2 separate regions of the Mus musculus genome follow, and region 2 is linked to region 1. Evidence: chromatin contacts called from public Hi-C data. All regions are on one chromosome and are shown on one strand. The core of a region is the stretch at or near the end of the contact, and the rest is flanking DNA. Distances in the headings are between cores, read along the strand shown. Region 1 holds the start of Mpped1 (metallophosphoesterase domain containing 1). Region 2 overlaps Mpped1 (metallophosphoesterase domain containing 1).

Region 1 (3,622 bases), core at 702-3,201:
CCCTTGGAGAAATGCTCTCATTTGCCGTCTCCTGCATAAGCCTAGACCTGGTCCAGTGGTGCCTAAATTTGAGGCATCAGTCTGGGTGAGAGTGAGCATCCGTAAACACCACACCACACAGGGCTCACACCTCAGCTGCGTCACGCACACACCTCACTCGGAGCCGACCCTCATCAACGTGAAGGAATCTAATTCACTCTCCAGATCTTCCCAAATTCCTTGGGCTGAGGAGCAGAATCAGAAGGCATCCCTACTCGGAACCATTTCCAAACACACCGATCATAGATGTTCAAGACTAAAACGTCGTCTTTTGAGCGGCCGTGAGCCAATTAACACTGTTCCAACTCTCAGAGAAATTGGAAGAGACACAACCATTTCACTGAAATCCATCTTGAGCAAAAGGGGATTTTATAAGTGTTGAGGGGCTGCCACTCGGAAAGCCAATTTGCAGGGAGACGGGTGGTGCGCAGATTAGTATGCATGCTCCCACAGAGCAGTCCCCTGCAGACTGCGCCTCGACTCATTCCAGACGCCTCCCTGTGACCACCAGCTCCAAAGCCTGGTGTTCTCCTCTGCCTGGGTACCCTACCCAGATGGTCTCCTAATGCCTTGGCTTCTAGCTGAGATGGAGCAGTCACCCCAAAGCCTGTCCAGACTCCCCCCAAGGCATTTTTAGTCATGTGCCAAATACTACTGAAGTTGTTTTAATTTTCCTTTGGCCAAGGCTAGTTGGGGTGTTAATATGGTTAGTGACTGATCCCCACCCCCAACACCCCCCTAATGTAGCTGATCCCTGCTAGCAAGTCTGCCACAACCATTCATAAACCGGCAAGGAGCCCAACCATTCAATGGTGCCTCACTTTTGTTCGCCGGGTTTAATTTTATAATTGTTAACAGTTCGTTCTCCTCCCAGCCATTCAGGGGAAGAAGTGGGGGGGGGGAGGGCTGCAATTCTGAAAGGATGCTGAAGGAGAGGGGACAGTCCAGTAGTGAGGAGGAGACAATCCTGCCAGACTAGCTGGACATCCAGGTCCAATGTGCTCTGTGTCCTGACCTCAATGAACCACTGAGCCTGGGCCCAGAGGGTCAAGAGAGGATGGAGTCTCCAACCCCTAAGACTGGCCTCCTAGTCTCTTTCACATAACATCACTCCTCTGCCCCTGCCTAAACCCAGGAAGGCTGTGTTTGAATTCTCTCTCCCGTAGCATGTCCCAAAATAAACACACAGAGGCACCTTTCGGCTTGGGCACTCCATGAAATACTGTCCTGAAGGACTGGGTGCTGTCTGATTAGTCACTGAAGCCTCTGAGGGGGCACAGCAGAGAGCAGTAAGTGTGTTGAATGAGTGAAGGAAGGATGATGGATTGATAGATGGGTGGATGAATGGACGACACATGGGTGTTAGTGAAGTTCCCGGCAATACCCAGCAAAAGTAGCCACTTGACCAGCATCCGTCCCCTTCTCACCCCTCACCTCCAAGTGTCAGCAGAGGCTGGCAGCACACAGTAGGCTCTCCACAACAGGAGGTGGCTATTGTTACCACCCCCATCATCACTTGCACCCCACCAGCCCTCTCCTCCCACCGGCTACTCCAACAGCAGTCAGCGGCAGTCGACCAGCCTGGGAAAAGTTTCGCTGACCGCGCGGCCCCGGCCGAGCCCCCTCCCGCCAGCCCCGGCCCCGCTGGCTGCGCAGCGGCGGTAGCCGACCCGGGGCCGCGCGCCCGGGGCAAGGCAGAGGCGGCCAAAGTAACTTTACGGGCGCCGCGGGGCCCCCCGGGTGCGGGGACAGGGTCCCAGCCGCGCCCCCTCCGGCCCGCCGCCCGCGCCCAGCCCCGCTCGCACTCCCGGCCCGGCCGGGTCCTACCTGGCCCCGGGCTCCTCTTCGGCGGCCGCGAGCAGCAGCGCGCGCGGAGGGCGGCGGGGGCCCGGCTCCCGCGAGGGCGGCGCGCAGGGGCGGGGGCCTCTGCGCCGCGCGGCCGAGGCTGCGAGTGGGAGCCAGACTCCTCCTTCGCGGGGCGGGGGGCTCCCCGCGCCCCCTCCCCCTCCCCCGCCCGGCTCCGCGCCGCCCCGGCCCCGCGCGCCGCCGCGCCGCTCCGCCCGCGCGCCCGGGCCCCGCAGGAGCGCGATCGCGGCCTCGGGCCCCGGCCCCGCGCGCCCTCCCGCCCGGGTCCCGGCCGCCCCGGCCGCGCCTGGGGCCTCGGCGCCCTCCCGGGCCGGGAGCCCGCATCCCGCCGCTCAGGGGCCGCCCCGCGCCCTCTCCACGCAGCCCCTAGCCCCGGCCGCCGAGCGCCTGGAGAGGGGAGCGGGGCGGGGCGCCCTCACCTCCGGAGCCGCGCGCCGCGCTAGGCACCGCGTGCAGGGGCATGCGTGGCTCCTTCTCGGTGCCCGGGCACCCGCTCCGCGGTTAGGACCCCAACCTGGGGCCACCGGGGTCTCTGTCCATAGAGAGATGCGGACACCTCCCCCTCCCTCAACTGGATCAGGCCAGGGTCCTCTTGTTGAGCCCCTTCTGACTCCCGGTCTCCCAGCCTGGTCTCCTGGGTGGCCCACAGTGGCCTCACCTAGAAACCCAGTACGGGCAGGTAAGCCAGTCTGGAAGGCAGAGGACCTAGTGCTAGGTTTCCAGGAGGCCCTGTCCCGGGAGGCAGAGAGAATGAGACATAGAGGTCTCTCCAGTGCAAAGTTTGAGAGGCCAAAGACCCCCGACCCCTGACCAGGATAAAAAGGAGTCCACAGGGCCTAGCTCTGTCCTGGGCCTCTCCCCACAATGGAACTTAGGAGGGAAGTCCACCCAACATCCCTTAACCAGTATTTGTGGGTTCTACTTGCTTATCACAGAGCCTACCATCTCTCTCAGATGATTAGGGTCAGACCCGCAAGGGCACCTCAGTTGGCACTTGGGGCTTGGGTTGCTCTGAAGGAGAACCCAGTCTTGTGAGAGAGGCAGAGGGAGATATGGCACGTGTGGGAAGAGGGGACAGCCACCTGGGGTGGCTTCCTGAAAGTGGAGATGCTACATGGGGTAAGATCATGCCCAGGCTGGGGAAAAAAACCCTTCTAGATAGAGGCTGGTACAGGCCAGGGTCCTGGGCAGGGTGGGATGCTGAGGCTCTGTGGAGCTAGAAGAAAAAGAAATGGAGGTAAGGTTCTTGGGCGCTTGGCTAAGCCCATGGAGTTTGCTAGGGTGTTAGGGAGCCGTTGAAGGTTATGGCCAGGCCTTGCTATGACCAAGCTTGTGCTTTGAGAGAACTCATTCCAGCATCCCAGACAGGGAGTAGGTCTGGTTAGGAAGAGGCTAAGGAGGAGAAACTGATGGTGCAGAGCTCTCTCCCAGTGGGACCCCATAACTCACCCTGTAGACCCTTCCCTCCTAAGACTACAACACCACTTTGTGCTTCAGAGAACATCCCTGCCTACCTGAGAGACAAGGCTGCAGCTCAGGACATCAGCAGGCTCTCCCTGCTGCCTGCCAAGAACAATGGCACAGCTGGGCATGGCCTTTAGGGGACAAGAGCAGAGACAGAAGACATTCTTGTGACTGTTGTCCCCCCAAAGGCTGGATTTCTCCCAGAGCTCAGTTCCCAGAATACCATCTCTTACTGTGCATCTATTGAGCACCC
Region 2 (3,622 bases), core at 600-3,099, 49 kb before region 1:
GGTCCTCCTTGCTCTCTAGCTGACGGGGAGTATGGAGGCCAGACTAAGGCTCTTCAATGGCCTGCTCATCACCGACTTAGATAAAGCCTCCTCCTCTGCTTTAGGGCTGTGGCCCCTTGTTACAGGTTTGCCTTCCTGTCCCAGAACCCAGAACATCTCTGAGTGTGGTAAGACATCCTGTACAGCACCACCTTCCCACCCTCTACCTGCATACAGAGAAGTGAGTGTACCCCCATGCCCAGCTGCTTCCAGTGCCCGGACAGAAGCCCGACCCCTGGGGTGGGGCTGTTTCACAAGCAGAGGTGGACCAGGTCACACTGTCATCCTGTGGAGCCAGGAATGGAAAATGCAGGAGACCAGAAGAGGAAGCCATTGGAAGGTCTCAGCCCAGGGCAGCTTGAGTGAGTGGATGGCTTAGCTAGTCAGTTAGGCTCAGGGTGGCAGGCATGTCCCAATGCCTTTTCTTTTTCTCTGACTTTCCCAGCCTGACATCCTCAACTGAGGCCTTGGTCAGCCTGTCCAAATGCATGCTACGCTGGGGGGGAGGGGCTGTGTTTGTCGAAGCTGTACTCTGTTAGAGGCCCAAGACTTAGTCTCAACTAAGGCCTTGGTCAGCCTGTCCAAATGCATGCTACGCTGGGGGGGGGGGCGGGGGGGGGAGCTGTGTTTGTCGAAGCTGTACTCTGTTAGAGGCCCAAGACTTAGTCTCAACTGAGGCCTTGGTCAGCCTGTCCGAATGCATGCTACGCTGGGGGGGGGGGGTGTCTGTGTTCGTCGAAGCTGTTAGAGGCCCAAGACTTAGTCTGCTTTGCTGTATTCCCAGGTTCTTTTAGGACCCCAAAAATGGCGAGAGCAGTTTAGTGAACTATTGTGTTCTACTTCTGTGGAGAGACACCATGATCAAGTCAACTCTTATAAAAGAAAACGTTTCACTGGGGCTGGCTTACAGTGTCAGAGGCTTAGTCCACTACAATCATGGCAGGAAGCTCGGCGGCATGCAGGCAGACACAGTGCTAGAGAAGTGGCTGAGAGCTCTACATTCTGATCCAAAGGCAGTGACTGGGACTAGCATGGGCCTTTGAAACCTCAAAGCCCGCCCCAGTGACACATAGTGGTTTGAAGGACTCCATAGCACCACAATGGGCGGTGTCCCAGGTGGCCCTTTTAGGGTGCTCTGCTGTACTGATCCTCAACCCTTGACCTCAAAGGCAGCCTCTACCCCTGCCTTTTCAGAACTGGTAAGCACACCCTACCATGTCAACATGGTGACACTAAGCCATCTACCTAGAAGCTACACTCCCCTCCAGCTTTCTTGAGATGCTGGTATCTGCCTAGGTATGGGTTTTTCAGTGGATAAAGAGACCATGAACTGTCAATCAGAAGAGCAGATGAGGGTGACAGGTGAGTTTTCCTCTTCACTTACCAGAGGCATGGAGTCCAGGAGCATCCGAGCAAAGCTTCCAAAGGCAGCCAAGTTGAGATGCACAGAATGCTGGGGGACTCCTGTGGGAGCCTGTGAAGTCCTGACATTAATCTCCCTCCAAAGAGGTTATTAATCTTTATTGCTAACCTGTTCTATGCCATCCCAGGCTGCACTGGGTCCACACAGCCTGATCTGTCACACTCTGTGAAAGGCACACACATTTCTACACCATCCGTGCTGGTCCCAGAGTGGCACATTGAGCCCGGCAGGGTTTTAGCATGCTCTAAACACAATGACAATCAGGAAAGTACCCACTTACTGCTTTTTTTTCCTGCCCATTCCCTGTCTCACAGAACACAGTGGAGGGGGTGGGATGCAGAGACGGTGTAACGATCTCTGATTGCATTTTTAGTGCGTCGTTGACAGTTCTGTGTTTAAACGCTTGCCAATGTCTGGGAGATTCGAGTTAGCAGACGGCTTAGCGTGGCGCAGAGTCTAGGGGAACGCTGGGAAAAAGCTAGCTCTGAGATTCAGCAGCAAGCTGCCGGTGGCCAAGTCATAGGGCCATGTACACAGCATGGATCATGTGAGCCGGTTGGTGTAAACAGAATGGGATCCATGTCTGACCCAGACAGGCAAAAGAGCCCTGGAACAGGGTATGGGAGGCATGGGCTATGCCTACAGTCCTGTCTGTAGTGACCTCCCAGGGCCAGGTGCCAGGATTAGCAATGTGTATGTGATACATCTTGACACTCATTGGAAGCAAACACCATATCCTCCAGTCTGCAGAGGAAGACAACCTAGTAGGGTAGCAGGCTACAGAGCCCAATCCCATATCTACCTCTTATTGGCTGGCTGACTCAAGAGGAGCGCCTTCAGCACCCTTGCCTGCAGCCTGGATGCTCACCATGTACTAGCAAACACAGGAAGTCACACTTTTTCCCTCTCCAGACGTGTTCCATCAGCTGTATATGACAGGGGTACATTGGGGGAGAGGCACTCAGTCGCTTAAGAGCAAGAAGCATACCATGGCACCCCAGGACCCACAGGGGAGCTCAGCCGGTCAGAAGGTGAAGCAGAAATGTGACTAAGAGCCTCAGCAGTGGGTCACACCATGTGAGCCAAACAGGCAAGTGAGTAGGCTAAAGGCTACCAGTTTGGTGTCTCTGGGGGACCTGGGGCATGTGAGCTGTTCCTCATCGTATGGCACTCTGGGTATTCAAGGCAAATGGAACGGGGTCTCAGCTGAGCACCCCACAAAGGGTCTGTTGGCTGTGGTGTGCTTGGCTTGCCTGTGGAAGGCGTGCTGCTGACCCTGGCAGACACAGTCCCTGCAGCCCAGGGAGATTCCAAGGTATCAGAACATCGAAACACAGAAAATACAGAAAAGCCGAAGGCTCAGATCCTCAATTGATTGTATCACAACCTGGGGTTCTCTGGAGATTTCAGCCCAGAAATGGGAGACAAGACAGTAGAGGTTGTTAAAACAGGGGCTCCAAAAAGTTCCAGCATTGCCCAGGGCACACAGAGGCTCAGGGACCCATACCCACCTGCAGCTTCCTGCTGCAAAGACATCACTGTGGATGGACATGTATTAGCACAGCAGGGGCTCTGCTAAAGCAAAGGCTGGCCCTACCGCATGCCTCAGCGACTCCTGTGGGTCCTGCGTGGGAGGCTCCTGGAACCACTGTGCCACGCTGGTGCCCATATTTAAAAGGCAAATGCGATCCGTCTTCTGTTCTGTGCTAATAGCCCAAATGTTTAACTTCCCAACATTTGTTTTGCCTGGGAAATGTTTTTCAAACAGGGACATTCAGTCCTAGGCGCCATCAACTGTGTTTCCAGTGCTACCGTAGTGTGGACCACTTCAGGATGAAGGATGCCCATGCCTCTACACCCGTATGTAAGGCTTCCCACGGGGGAAAGAAGTTTATGGGACCCTGTGCCCCCAGAAGCCATGGTCTAACAGAAAATACGTACCCAAGTACATTCACAAAAGACCTGTGATGACCTCGGGGGATCTTTCTTGGGGTTTCTGTTGCTATGATAAAGCACAGACTAAAAGTAATCTGGGGGGATGCAAGTTGCTTGGCTCACATATTCTAGGTCACAGTTCTCTGAGGGAAGCCAAGGCAGAAACTCAAGCAGGGCAGGAACCTGGAGGCAGGAACTGAAGCAAACACTGGAGTGGTGCTGCTT

What was found. A called contact is a pair of places that touch in the nucleus more often than the background predicts.
Region 2: a contact with region 1 is called in a Hi-C map of cortical neurons, with 1.5 times the contacts expected there. The contact joins the enhancer-like site here to the promoter of Mpped1 in region 1. A contact is called at or near these places in 1 of 39 promoter capture datasets (the SN4741 cell line), 4 of 484 Hi-C or Micro-C datasets (cortical neurons, embryonic stem cells and nephron progenitors), 3 of 115 datasets of contacts at active chromatin or transcription factors (embryonic forebrain, embryonic stem cells and forebrain) and 3 of 9 other capture datasets (adipose tissue, liver and pancreatic islet).

Annotation. Positions count from the first base shown.
Region 1 is chr15:83,778,352-83,781,973 of GRCm38.p6, reverse strand. It overlaps Mpped1 (metallophosphoesterase domain containing 1), which reads right to left and starts at 1,951. Exons shown (of 7, transcript NM_172610.3): 1 at 1,867-1,951.
Region 2 is chr15:83,827,683-83,831,304 of GRCm38.p6, reverse strand. The region is part of intron 3 of Mpped1 (metallophosphoesterase domain containing 1); the gene reads right to left. It overlaps Gm52172 (a long non-coding RNA gene), which reads left to right. Exons shown (of 3, transcript XR_003951469.1): 3 at 1-239. Among named protein-coding and RNA genes, the nearest start is that of Gm52172, 6.8 kb to the left of the region's middle. Within about 2 kb of position 1,849, at least 11 of the 459 cell types and tissues checked have an H3K27ac peak or open chromatin away from gene starts, as enhancers often do. A contact at or near this core is called in cortical neurons, where this site is marked.